Regions from separate parts of the Sus scrofa genome. Here all the other regions are linked to region 2. Evidence: chromatin contacts called from public Hi-C and HiChIP or PLAC-seq data. All regions are on one chromosome and are shown on one strand. The core of a region is the stretch at or near the end of the contact, and the rest is flanking DNA. Distances in the headings are between cores, read along the strand shown.

The links. A called contact is a pair of places that touch in the nucleus more often than the background predicts. HiChIP or PLAC-seq counts read pairs in DNA pulled down with a chosen protein or histone mark.
Region 1: an H3K27ac HiChIP or PLAC-seq map of alveolar macrophages shows a contact between it and region 2, with 3 times the contacts expected there. The contact joins the enhancer-like site here to the promoter of CEBPB in region 2. A contact is called at or near these places in 3 of 5 promoter capture datasets (fetal skeletal muscle and liver), 12 of 47 Hi-C or Micro-C datasets (alveolar macrophages, blood, heart right ventricle and 5 more) and 2 of 2 datasets of contacts at active chromatin or transcription factors (alveolar macrophages and skeletal muscle).
Region 3: a Hi-C map of retroperitoneal adipose tissue shows a contact between it and region 2, with 1.7 times the contacts expected there. The contact joins the enhancer-like site here to the promoter of CEBPB in region 2. A contact is called at or near these places in 3 of 47 Hi-C or Micro-C datasets (embryonic fibroblasts, retroperitoneal adipose tissue and subcutaneous adipose tissue) and 2 of 2 datasets of contacts at active chromatin or transcription factors (alveolar macrophages and skeletal muscle).

The regions. Positions count from the first base shown.
Region 1 is chr17:51,806,662-51,811,039 of Sscrofa11.1, reverse strand. All of the region lies in intron 1 of LOC110257431 (a long non-coding RNA gene), which reads right to left. Among named protein-coding and RNA genes, the nearest start is that of CEBPB, 86 kb to the right of the region's middle. Within about 2 kb of position 2,414, at least 13 of the 83 cell types and tissues checked have an H3K27ac peak or open chromatin away from gene starts, as enhancers often do. A contact at or near this core is called in alveolar macrophages, retroperitoneal adipose tissue and skeletal muscle, where this site is marked.
Region 2 is chr17:51,719,547-51,723,971 of Sscrofa11.1, reverse strand. It overlaps CEBPB (CCAAT/enhancer binding protein (C/EBP), beta), which reads right to left and starts at 1,339. Exons shown (of 1, transcript NM_001199889.1): 1 at 299-1,339. The coding sequence starts at 1,339. The coding sequence ends at 299.
Region 3 is chr17:51,844,788-51,849,122 of Sscrofa11.1, reverse strand. The region is part of intron 1 of LOC110257431 (a long non-coding RNA gene); the gene reads right to left. Among named protein-coding and RNA genes, the nearest start is that of CEBPB, 120 kb to the right of the region's middle. Within about 2 kb of position 1,407, at least 12 of the 83 cell types and tissues checked have an H3K27ac peak or open chromatin away from gene starts, as enhancers often do. A contact at or near this core is called in alveolar macrophages and retroperitoneal adipose tissue, where this site is marked.

The DNA.
Region 1 (4,378 bases), core at 1,165-3,664, 86 kb before region 2:
GAAGATTTCAGGGCAGGCTTAGGGGACCGTGAGATCCCCTCACCACTTATGTGGAACTCTAGAAAGCCTCTCCTTAGCCTGTAAGTGCTCTTCCTCTGATGCCTCAGGCTCCACCACTCACTGCAGCCATAATAGCCATCTGGCCAATGGCTGTGATTTGCAAAAATTCCTCCCCCCGCCCATAACCTGGATGGAGTCTGAAAGAAAGTTGAGGGTCGCAGCAGGGTGTGAGACAAGATTCAAACTCAGATCTATCTGACCCTCAAACAGTATTCTTTCCACTGTAGGGATTGGCTTGTCCACTTGGCAGCCATGCAAGATGGGAACGAGAGTTGGGAGGGTCCCTAAGGGGCAGGGAGGAGGAATAAGACCCAGATACTGTTTATCAAGACCCAGCCTTGTGAGAGTCACTGGCAAAGACTTTAGTTTCTAATTTGTAAAATCAAAGTTACAATCCCTTTTTCCTCTCAGGGGTGTGATGGGTTAATCCAGGGATTGGCAAACTTTTTCTGTGAAAAAACAGGTAGTAAATATTTTCACCTTTGGGGGTAGTATGGTCTCTCTCATAGCCACTCAACATGTAGTTGTAGGGTGAAAGCAGTAACAGATGATAAGTAAATGAATGGCCATGCCATGTGCCAATAAAACTTTATTTACAAAACCAAGTTGTGGGACAGATTTGACCTGAGGGCTATGGTTTGTCAACCCTGGGGATAATGAATGCAAATTAGAGACGTGGCGCATAGTAAATGCTCAATAATATTTGATGAAAGAGTGAAATGAGTCTGAGTCTCACTTTCTTCGCCTCCTAAAAAGAAAGCATTGCAATTAGCTATTTGCTGAATGCATCCCTTGTTACTTGGGGTTTCAGGAAGCCAGAAATGGCCCTCACATCATTCCTCCTTATAAAACCCTATGAGATAGGTCTGTCTATGGTCCCATTTTACAGAAACTGAGGCTAAGTGACCAAGGCTGTGGAGCTGGGATATGACAAAGCTGGGATTTCTGAAACTGAGCCTGGGGCTCTTTATACTCTGAAATTTGGAGACTGAGACCAAGACCCTGGAGCTCACATTGGACCTGGAGCGGGGTCTGGCTCTAGATCCTCAGCTCAATCCTCCCCAAGCCAGGGGTTTGCCGCCTGCACCCCCTCCTGGACAGTGGGTCAAATATGCAAGAGACGAGAGAGAGAGGTGGGGGGGGCAGAGAGGCAGAGAGAGATAAGACAAAGAGACAGAAGGGCCCAGGGAGACAAAAGAGAAACAGACACGAAGAGAGATGGATCTGGAGAGGAATAACACATCTCCCATCCTCTCTCCCTCCCTGGGACTCCTTCCCAGCCCCAACATGCTCTCTATCACCACTGACTCCTTCCAGGGAAAAAATTATCCATCCCCCATGCAGTTCTGGGTTGGAATCTTGGCTCAGGAACTGACCACTGTGTGATATTAGACAAGGGCTCCCCTTCTCTGAGCCTCATTCTTCCCATCTGTGAAATGAAGATGATGCTGACTTAGGACAGCCTCGCTGGCTGCTGGATCAGATTAAGCAGGGTCACCTGGTACCAACAAGCACATAAGGACCCTAAGTGCCCCACTCCCTGGGCCAGGGACGGGGGCGGGGGTGAGGACACACTGTCTGACCTCAGGGTCTGTGTTCCCCAAGGGGGTCATTATTTATTTATTCATTCATTCTTTCAAAAAACATTTATTGAGCACCTACTGTTTGGCAGGTGCTGTGTAAGGTACAGGGCACACAGTCATGAAGAAGGCAAACAAAAGTCCCTGCCCCGGTACAGCTGATATTGTAAACGAGGAGGCAGACAGGCAACCAACAAGCAAATTAATACAAATGTACCAGGTGGTGAGGAGGGCAGGGGGAGAAATAACTTGGAGTACACAAGGAAAAAAATTCCCCCCACCAGCCCGGGGGGGGAGGTTACCTGTTGTGTTCTTCCTGAGTGCAAGGCACTTTCATTGATTTTGTCACACTGAGTATCCTCAGCAATCCCAGGAAATAGGTACTCTTATTGTCCCATTTTTCAGATAAGGAAATAGGCTCAGAGAGGTGACGCGACTTGCTCAAGGTCGCGCATCTGTAAAGGGGCAGCGCCAGAACTCTAATGGGCCCTGAAATCCTGGGGACAATCAGAGGGGTTTGATCCACCGTGGGATAAGCTAATGCCTCCCCTGCAAGATCCCATGGCAGGGTCTTGAACAGGGCCCAGTCAGACAGAGAATAAGACTTGCATCAGAGGCCTCAGCCACCAGAAGGTTAAAGACCCAGGAATTGGGTCCTTGGGGTTCCCTGGCGGGGCTCCAGCTCCAGCTCCCGCCACCACAAGGCCCCAGATAGGATGACAGCCACACCCAGGCTCAGCCTCTGGCCCGCGCCGCCTGCTGGGAACACAGAGTCCTTGGGACTAGGAGGCTCAAAATAGAAAGCTCAGAGCCTGGGCTGGAGCCTGGAATGCCTGGGCAGACAAGCCGGGACTCCTGGACCAGCCCAAGTACTGCCCGGCCTGGGGCTGGCAGGGCAGCAGAATCATCAGGATCCACCGCTAGGGTCTAGGTCCTGGTTGTTATTCTCCTGAAGCAGCTTCCAAGATGCCAGCTCCAGGATGTGCCTGGACTCCTCTCCTGGCTTAATCCCGGACTAGCCATGTGGACTTGGGTTGGTCACCTACCCCCAGGGACCTTAGTGTCCTTATCTGCCAACAACTCATAGAGTTGTTCATTCAGTCATTCAACAAATGTTGTTTTATTATTTTTTTAATTTTTTTTTTTTGCTTTTTAGGGCCACCCCTGCAGCATATGGAGGTTTCCAGCTAGGGGTTGAATCAGAGCTGTAGCTGCTGGCCCCATAGCCATGGCAAGACCAGATCCGAGCCACGTCTGTGATCTACACCACAGCTCACGGCAACAGTGGATCCTTAACCCACTGAGCAAGGCCAGGGATCAAACCTGTGTCCTCATGGATGCTAGTCAGGTTCACATCTGCTGAGCCACAATGGGGACTCTGTCATTCAACAAATGTTTATCAAAAAAAAAAAAAAAAATGGAGTTCCCGTGGTGGCTCAGTGGTTAACAAATCTGACTAGGAATCAGGAGGTTGCAGGTTTGATCCCTGGCCTCGCTCAGTGGGTTAAGGATCTGGCATTGCTGTGGCTGTGGTGTAGGCCAGGGGCTACAGCTCCAATTAGACCCCTACCTGGGAATCTTCATATGCCGCGGGTGCAGCCCTAGAAAAGACAAAAAAAAAAAAAAAGACAAAAAAAAAACAAAACCGTTTATCAAGCACCTATTATGTTCCAAGCACTGTGCTAGGCACTGGAGATATACCAGAGAACAAAACATAGAAAAATCCTTGTACTTATGGACAAGTAAAATCTACAGCATGTCAGAAGGTGATGAGCACCCCAGAGGAACATAAAGCATGGAAGAGGACATGGAATACTAGGTAGGAAGGGGAGAGACCCTGTGGACACTCGGGAGAAGAGTGTTCCAGACAGAGGGACAGCCAGTGCAAAGGTCCTGAGGCAGCATGAGCTTGGGTCATTTCAGAGACACAGGGAGACCAATATGACTGGAAGAGTGAATGAGGAGGAGGGGAAGGCGAGGAGGGCCCTCTGATACAGGGCCTTGTGAGCCAAGGGAAGGACTTAAGGTTGACTGGCAGAGCACTGGGGATCTGCTCAGCAGTGGAGCAAGCGGGCACATCCACAGTTTTACAGGAGCCCATGGCTGAGTATAGAGGCAATTTCTAGAGGGCTGGGCTGGAAGCTTCTGGGCCAGTGTGGATGAGAGGTGATGGGGGCAGAAAGAAGGACTTGGAGGCCAGTCTGGGCCACAGGAGGCCCAGCAGGAAGTTGGCAGACAGAAGGCCCAGCCTGGGACACCGACTGCTTTGTCCAGCCTGAAGCCTACGACCCCCACCCCCGTCTGTGCTGGCCTGTGGCAGCCTTAGGGCTGGGAAATGTGCCTGGAATGTCAGCCACGAGGCCTGGGCCGGACAGTGCCCGTGGGACCCGCCAGGAGGCCAGGCGAGTACCCTGGCCACAGCCCTGCCCACACATGGAATCTCTCAAGCCCACTGACCAGGGTGAGTGGTAATTACAGGCCCTGGAGCAGAGGGGGAAGGGACTGCAAACCAGAGCCTCCCCCACAGCCAACCCCACTCCTATTTACTGAGCACCTATTATGGGCCAAGTCCTTACACACACTATCCCATCCCATCGGCACCTCAATCCTTTGTTTCTGATACCTCCAAGTGACACATCTTGCAAGAAGGAAGCTGACTTGCTTACAGCCCCACAGCATAAGACAACACATGCAGAAACTGGGTTTTGCACCCAGGACCCCAAACTTGGCATGTCTTC
Region 2 (4,425 bases), core at 90-2,589:
GAGAGGCAGAGTTTATCATTCATCTGTACACATAGACATTTCTTCTTTAAATAACACCACGGGCGGGCGCCTCATCTGCATGTGCGGTTGGTTTGGACAAAAATATAGATATATATAATAAAATATTAAAATTACCGACGAGCTCCCCGCGCTGCCAAGTGCCCCAGTGCCAAAGTTTTGCCGGCGCCACTGGGGGCGGGGGCGGGAGCGCGGGCGCTTCCCGGAGTCACTGTGGCCGCGGCGCGCCCGGCAGCGCGGAGGCCGGCGGGCCGGCAGGGGGACGCGCGCGGGGGCCGCGCTAGCAGTGGCCGGAGGAGGCGAGCAGGGGCTCGGGCAGCTGCTTGAACAAGTTCCGCAGGGTGCTGAGCTCGCGCGACAGCTGCTCCACCTTCTTCTGGAGCCGCTCGTTCTCGGCCGTGAGCTCCAGGACCTTATGCTGCGTCTCCAGGTTGCGCATCTTGGCCTTGTCGCGGCTCTTGCGCACCGCGATGTTGTTGCGCTCACGCCGGATCTTGTACTCGTCGCTGTGCTTATCCACGGTCTTCTTGGTCTTACTCTTGACCTGCGAGGGCGCCGGCGCCGCCCCCGCGTAGCAGGCGGCTGGGGGCGCCTTGGCGTCGGCGGGGCTCGGCGTGCCGGGCGGGCTGGACGACGAGGATGTGGACAGGCTCCCGCTGCTGCCGCTCGGCACCGCCTGGTAGCCGAGGTAGGCGCGCAGCGCATACGGGAAGCCAGCCGCCATGCCTGCGGCGCCGCCGCCCGGCGCTCCGGCCTCCTCCTTCCGCTTGCAGTCCGCGGGCTCGAAGCCCGGCTCCGCCTTGAGCTCGGCCGGCTGCGGCGGCGGCGGCGGGGGCGGCGGGTGTAGGGGCGCGAAGCAGCCCGGGTGCAGCGCGTTCTTGGCGGCCCCCAGACGCCCCAGGCTCACGTAGCCGTATTCGGCCGCCTTCTTGCAGTTCTTGCCCCCGTAGTCGTCGGAGAAGAGATCGGAGAGGAAGTCGTGGTGCTGCCCGGAGGAGGCGGGCGCGGGGGCGGGCGCGGGCGGAGCCGCCTCGAAGGTGTCGGTGGCCGTGGCCGGCGCCGGGGCCTGCGGCGCGCCCAGCGGCTCCAGGTATGGGCTGAAGTCGATGGCGCGCTCGTGGTCACCGATGCTACCCAGCTCGCCGGCGGGGGGGCGCGGCCCGGGTCTGGCCGCGGGGGGCGCCGCGGGGGCCGCCTTGCCGCCGTACGCAGCAGCCAAGCAGTCCGCCTCGTAGTAGAAGTTGGCCACTTCCATGGATTTAAAGGCAGGCGGCGGCGGCAGGGGGAGACATGCTGGGTCCCAGGCCACCAGGCGTTGCATGAACGCGGGTGCCCGGGGAGGGGGCCTGGGGCTGCCCGCTCCGGCCGGCCCGCAGGTGGCGCGGCCTCCTGGCTCCGAACTGTCGCTGCTGTGTCGCTGCTGCTGCTGTTGCTTTTTCCGCTGGATTGGCCGCTATTAGTGCGGGGGCTGGTAGCTGGACCCTCGGGTGGGTCCCCTTCCCGGTCCCGTGCGCGGCTCTGACTCGCTAAAGTTTCTCCAGAGCCCGGTTATTTATAAGGCGGGCCATGGCAACGGCTGCGTCACGCCTGGCGGCCGCCCCAACCCCTCCCCGGGCACGCAGAGGACACGCTGTGGCCGCCCGAGACCCCCGGCAGGGCGGCGGTGGGGCACCGTGACCTGACTGAAGATCTGGAGCGCGCCCTTGGGGGGTCCTCCGGCTTCGGGGGCCGCCACACGCCCCCTGCCCACCCCCACCCTTCGGACTCAGGATTGGAAGCGAGAAGAGGCGCGAACCCGCCCCCGGACCGCCCCCTCTGGGCTGGAGGCTGTACTAGAAGGGAGGGGGGAATCCGGGGAGGGGGCGACGCCATCGCCTTCCCCCACCCTAAACGCGGCCGCGGCCCGCCCCCTGCTGGAGGAGGCCGTGGCTTCAAGATCAGCGGCTCTCAGCCCCAACTCCTTAAGGAGGGGACGCGCCCCAGGCGGGATCCTGGAGACCCCAAACCCCTGCTCTGGCTATTGGAGAGGTAGCCCATCTCCAAAGCCCTTCCAGGGCCCGGCCCCGCCCCTAAACTTGCCCTCGTCCCCAACTTTTGGAAGGAGAGGATTTCACGCCTATAGGGACTTCTCTCCTAAATGCGAAGACTTGTGGTTGGGGGCTTTGGGAGTGCAAGTCTGGAGCAAGCTCCACTGGAGCATCTGCCAGGGGCCCGACCTTGCCCCTCTCCTAGCCCTGCCCAGCACAGCCGCCCGCCCCCTCAGACCACACCCGGGTATTCTCCAGCCCCACCCCACTCCCACTTGGGCACCCAAAGTGTAGAAGGGGGTGTAGGTGCTAAGCTCTGACATTACTGTGTCACCTTGCGCAGGTCACTTAGCTAACCTTCAATCCTTGAAGGTCTCAAAACTTATTATTAGTTGTATTATTGTCTCCACCACAGACTCCCAAACATAAGGCTTTCTGCTCTAAGATGCACAGCAGAGAGAAGGGCCTCTCCCAGGGTGTAAAGAGGCCCAGAGGGGGCATAGCACACCCCAGGTCAGATGGCCTCATGTCCCCCACTATTCTCAAAGAAAAGCCCTGGTCCCTACACTCTCAGACCTATTTGCCACCAGAAGGCCAAAACACCTGTTTCTGAGGCTTGTGCGAAAGGAGTTCTGCCAGGCCCCAGTGGGGGCTATGCAGAGAGAAGGGACTCCCCTGTTTTTCCCAGGCACCTACTGTGTGATGTGGGCGGACCTGGCCCCAGAGTTTGCATTTTCACCCTGTGGAGACAATGCACTTACTCCCCTGGTTCAGAGATGGGGAAACAAGGTGACCCACCTGGATCTATCTGAAGGTAGGCCTGAGGCCCTCTCTGCTGAGTGGGCTCCAGCACCATTCCTAGGCCATTTGGGCAGCTCCTTGGGCCAACCCCTCTGCCACTCCTGGTCCAGACCGCCCAGGCAGGAGCTCCCAGCCTGCCTGGTCTGACCCCCAGCCCACTGACCCCAGCCCTGGCCCTGGCGGGCAGGCGGGCATTGCTCAACCTTCAGCGTTATCTGCTGAGCTGGAGTGACCTCCGCCCCAGAGAGCTGGAGAAATGACATCTCTGAGTGCCCTTGGGGGGTGGGGGGCAGGGAGGGACAGGATGAAACACTGGCCTAGCCTGCTGGGCCTTCCCAGCAGCCTCTGGGCCAGGGAGGGATCCAAGGCCCCAGGGCCACCCAGCCAAGCCTCCCAAGCTGCAAAATGGGACACTCAGGGCTGAGCTTGAGGGCCACTGCCTCCGAGAGGCCTCCCTGCCCCATCTACTGGTGAACTTCCTTCTCAGCCTTTTTCTCCAGCCACCATTCTCCTAGTTGTCTTGTCTATACCTCAGCCCCCCTCCAGACTCCAGTGCTACTGCATGAGCACTGACCCTCCTCCAGCATAGGTCGGGCATGCCTAAAATCTACCAGTGAGCGAATGCATTTGCTGTTACCTCTGGACCAAGAACACCGTTTCCCCAGCTCTGCCCAAGACAGCTCCTCAGCGCTCAGCCCAAAGGTTACCTCCTCCAAGAAGCCTTCCCTGACCTCCTTGTGGGAAGTCCTGGGCCCTCAATCACTCGTTTCACTCCCTCTGCTTCATGTCCTTTGCCATTATCATAGTTAACATTATCTCACCTACTCAGCGTGATTTCTGTCCCCATTGCCACTTCCCCTTTTCATCTCCACCAGGGCAAGGATTTTTGTTTGTTTTGTTCACTACTGTTCCCCCATCGCCTAGAACAGTGCCTTGCACACAGAGGTGCCCGATAAATGGAGGAGGCTGAGAAGAAGGTGAGGTCCTTCCCCGTTAACTGGACTATGTGACCTCAGATAAGATGGATGGATCCCCTCTCTGAGCCTCAGCACACACACACCCCCCCCCAGGGTTCTGGGGAGATGCACTGAGATCTAGGGAGTCTGCAGCTAACTGAAGGATTTGCTGTGTGTCCTCAGGCCCATATTTCACCCTCTCTGAACCACATTTTAAGCTCTTTCCATGAATTAACTTATTTAATCCTCCCAATAATTGGTAGGAAGCAGGTCCTGTTATAATCTGCACTTTACAAATGAGAAACCTGAGGCCCAGCAGAGCTAGCCAAGTGTGCCTGTTCAAGGTCACATTCAAGGGGTAGGAAGGATTAAAGGCTTTCCAGTCTGACTTTCCTCTTTAGGTTCCCCCCCTTCTTGGGACTGTAATAAATCATAATAGGTCTGACCATGTTAGCCCCATTCTGTGAATGGAAAAGCTGAAACCCTGAGAAGGCAGTTGGGGTCACACAGTAAGTCAAGGGATAACCCAGACCCTGGGAACCAGCCCCCAAGGACCAGACTCGATCCCATCAAGGTCTTGCCTTTCTGTCCTCACCCACCAAATACCAAACCTTTTGCTTCCC
Region 3 (4,335 bases), core at 158-2,657, 130 kb before region 2:
GTAGGCATTCCACACATGGTAGATATTATTGCCACTGTTCTCATTATTCTGAGTTCCTTTCTGACCCCAAAGCCTCCGCACTGTCTGGAGCTTAGCCCTCCTCCTGCTGTGCAAGGCAGGTCATGGCTCTGGACCCACTGTGTACCAGCACTGACTGTTTCCACCCAGTGGTTGTTTATTTAACTGTCCTCTTAAGTAACTCTCCAGCCATCAAAGGACTGTTTACAAACCCCACAATTAGCCTTCCTGGAACAACAAATAAACAGAAACCTAATTAGGCATGTTTCTTGTGGCTCAAGGCACAGTGATCTGAAGGCTTGGACACAGCAGCCATCAGTTAAGTAAATATTTGTGAGATGTATGGATGAGTGGATGAATGGTTGGATAGATGGATAGAAGACTGTATGGGAGATGGATGGATAAGATAATGTTTAAGATGACAGATGAATGGAAGGACAGATAGAAAGAAGGCAGAAGGGGTAGAAAAATGGATAGAAGGATAGGTGGATGGAAGTGTGGAAGGTTGGCTGGAGGGTGGATGAAAGGGACGGAATAATGGAAGAATGGGTGGACAGATGACTGGATGGCGGATAAGTGAGTGGGTAGATGGTATATGGATAGGTGAGTGGAGGTTAGTGGCGAGATGGAGGGAGAGGGCAGTATGAACTGAAGTTCTGGCTCTTTCTGACATCCAGGCCCTGCCCTGTTCTTCACTGAGATGTTATGTCACCACTCACTAGAAGGGACTCTGGCCTTGTGATGTCGGAACGGTCCTGAGTTTGAATTCAGCTTCTGCCATATCCTAGCTCTGTGACCTTGAGCAAATCCTGTTATTCTCTGGACCATAGTCTCCTCCTCTAGACAATGGATGCCAGTAACTGGCCCCACTTCACCAGGTTGCTGGGCAGGTTAAGTGTCCAGGCCACGGTCCCTGTTTGGCACGTGTAAGTTCCCTTTCAGCTGCTGTGGGTGGATTGCCCAGAGAGTGCACTCTGAGGAGTCACCACAACAGAGGGACCGAAAACCAGCCTGTACCCTGATGAGAGGGGCTGGCTCCCACTGTGGGGAAAGGGTGCTAAGACAAAACCCAGAACTTAGGCTATCTCCCTCCCAGCTCCCTGGATTCTAGCTTCAGGGGTCTCCACTTGGCTCTCCAGGTCTGGGGGATGAAAATAGTGGGGTGACATCCAGACTCCCTAGAGTCAAAGCCCTGGTTGCCTTGGGCTAGGTACTAACTACTCTGTCTTGGAGAAATGAAAGTCGCTACCTCATAAGGTTATCGTGAGGGTTGAATGAATTAACACAATAAAGTGTTTAGTAAAGTGCCTGGCACATGGTAAGCATAGCTAGTTGCTGGTGTTATTATGTAATAGTTTCTTGTCATTACTATCATTGTTGTTATTGTCACCTCTCCCATGACCACTTTGCCCTTCTGGCCAAAGGAATCCTGACATTACCCAGAGGAAGGTGGTCTTCAGGCCTGACTCGAAGGAACAGAAGGCCTCAGGCAGAAGGGCACTGCCAGGAAAGGCACAGCTTGGGCAGAGAAGGGAAAGCTCCCTGGGAGCAAAGCTGGAGCGTCTTTGGCCAGAAGGAGGTGTGACTTCCAGTGGCAGAGGCTGGGTGGGGTGAGGTGAGTCAGTGTTTGGCCCAGCCAGGCCCTAGCAGCCCTGTTTCCCATCAAGGGGCCGGGCGGGGCCGCCATGGCTCCCTCTGGCCAGGGGTGAGGGTCTGAGTCAGCTCAAGTCAGGTAAGTGGAGGAGGACATGGGACTTTCCCACCTGTACCCTGGAAGCCCGTGTCAGCCAGGCCGGGCGCCTCCCATGGGGGCGTGGGCAGAGTCCTCTGCGCCAGGCACAGTTGAGTGCTGCCTGTCTCCACAGCTGACTCTGGCCCCCAAGTCCAGAAAGAGGCTTGGGAGCCACTCCTCTCCCAAGATGCAGAGCGGGACCCAGGACCCCCGCCAAGGGCCTTCCTTAAGGGAGGAAGAGAGCTTCGGAGCCCAGTGAGGCCTGGGAAGCCAGGGGAAACCTGAACAGGGGATATTTGGGCCAAGGCCTGAAGGAGGGGAGGAAACACGCAGTGGGTGATGTCTGGGGAAGAGTGTCCTCGGTAAAGGGAACAGCAGATGCAAAGGTCCAGAGGCGGAGACCTGAGCAACCAAGAGGAGACTTGTGGTTGCAGCCCAGAGGGGGACAGTGTGGGAGATGAGAGCGGAGAGGTGATAGCGGGGGTGGGGAGAGTGGGACGCAGATCATGCAGGACCTTGTGGGCCACGTGGAGAACTTCAGCTTTTTCTCTGAGTGAGGTGGGAGCCTTGGGCAGGCTCTGAGCGGGGACAGATCCGACTTAGGGTTCTAATGAGGTCCCTCTGGCTGCGTGCAGAGAATGACTGGGGGCGGGGGGGAGTATAGGACAGAAGCCAGGTGAACGGCAATGGTCCAGGTGAGTGATGAAAGAGGCTGGACAGGGTGCGGACAGTGAAGGTGGAGAGAAGAGGCATGATTTCAGGAATTCCCTTGAGCGAGAGTCAACACGTCCTTCTTGGGGACCCACTGCGTGAGCCCTGTGTGGGAAGTGTGGACAAAGCGATCGTGAAGGCTGAGCCTTTTTTACAGTCCAGGAAACGAGAGGCGAATAAATTAACATGGTGTTGATGAGTGCTCAAAGCCAGGTGTGCATCAAGGGCACCCACTCTGCCTTGTGAGATAAGAATGATCATGAAGCCCCATTTTACAGATGAGGAAACTGGGGCCCCTTTGGGGAGGTTAAGCAATGTGTCCAAAGTTAAGAGAGTCCCCTCCACCAAAAGTTTTGCCCCGGGGTCTGAAGAGCTGCAGGACTGGGCCCACCTGACCGCTCTGGTCACCCAGTGGGCCTATGTAATCAGGGAGGGCTTCCTGCAGAGCTGAGACTAAGCCTGGGTTCCCAGGAACGGGCAGGATTCCATGGTTCCCAGGAATGGGCAGGATTCCACGGATGAGCATTCCAGGCATGAACCAGGGCCTAAAGGTGAGACTGGTCCTCTCAGCCAGTTCTCCCAAACCACACTTAAAATCATCTTTAAAGCCATGCATACTTTTTATTAAGTTAATTGATTTTTTGTTTGCTTGGTCGGTTTTTAAAAAATAATTTACTGGGGTGAAATTCACATAACATCAAATTAACCATTTCAAAGTGAACAATTCAGTGGCATTTGGTATGCACAATGGTATGTGCAACGTTGTGCAACCACCACCTCTGACTAGTTGCAAAACATTTTCATTACCCCAAAAGGAGACCCCCATACCCACTAAGCAGTCGCTCTACCCCAGCACCCAGCAACCACCGATCTGCCTTCTGTCTCTAAGCTTTATCTACTCTGGGTATCTCATAGAAAGGGGATCTTAGAATAGGTGACCTTCAGTGTCTGAATTCCTTTGCTTAGCATAATGTTTTGGAGGCTCATTCTCATTGTAGTGTGTGTCAAATGATTTTTAAAGGAAATTTTGCATTGTTACCAGAAAGAGAAAACAAGTAATCATTTCTATAGATGGAAAGTAACCTTCACAGCAACGACCACAAAAAAATTATGAAATTCTAGATGGATTCTTCGGCCGGCTGAGGCTTCTGGGCCCAGGTCGGCTCTGCGTCCAAATGGGCAGAGCATTCATAGTTTCCCTATACACTATTTACTCTTTTTCTTTAAGTCAACTCACTTTTAAAATGTGTATGTCGGAGTTCCCGCTGTGGCGCAACAGAAACGAATCCGACTAGGAACCATGTGGTTGCGGGTTCCATCCCTGGCCTTGCTCAGCGGGTTAAGGATCCGGCGTTGCCGTGAGCTGTGGTATAGGCCAGCAGGATCCGGCGTTGCTGTGGCTGTGGTGTAGGCCAGCAGCTGGAGCTCCGACTGGACCCCCAGCCTGGAGAGGATGTACACATTCCTCAGCCCGCTGGCACCCCCGCCCCAGCCCCACCCCCAGTGGATAACGCAGAGGTTATCCGCACCTGCTGTAACATTTCTCAGCTCCTCGGCAGGTTGCGCCCCAGGTGCCCACAGTGGTTACCCACAGTGGATACTCTCTGCATTGGAAGCCCTCCCTTCCTAGTCTCACTTTCCCGCACCCTACTGGTGTTTTCTGGGATCACCTCCCAAATAAGTTACTTGCCTTTGAATTATTTTTCTTAGAGATCTGCTTCTAGGGGAGCCCAACCTAAGGCACTTGCTGTTAAATTGAAGATACTCAGCAAATTCTACAAAGAAGTGAAACAAAGTCAGAAATTACTGCTGGTGTTGGCTTGGCATTAGGGTCTGTTCTATGTTTCTTTTTTTTTTTTTTTCTTTTCTTTTCT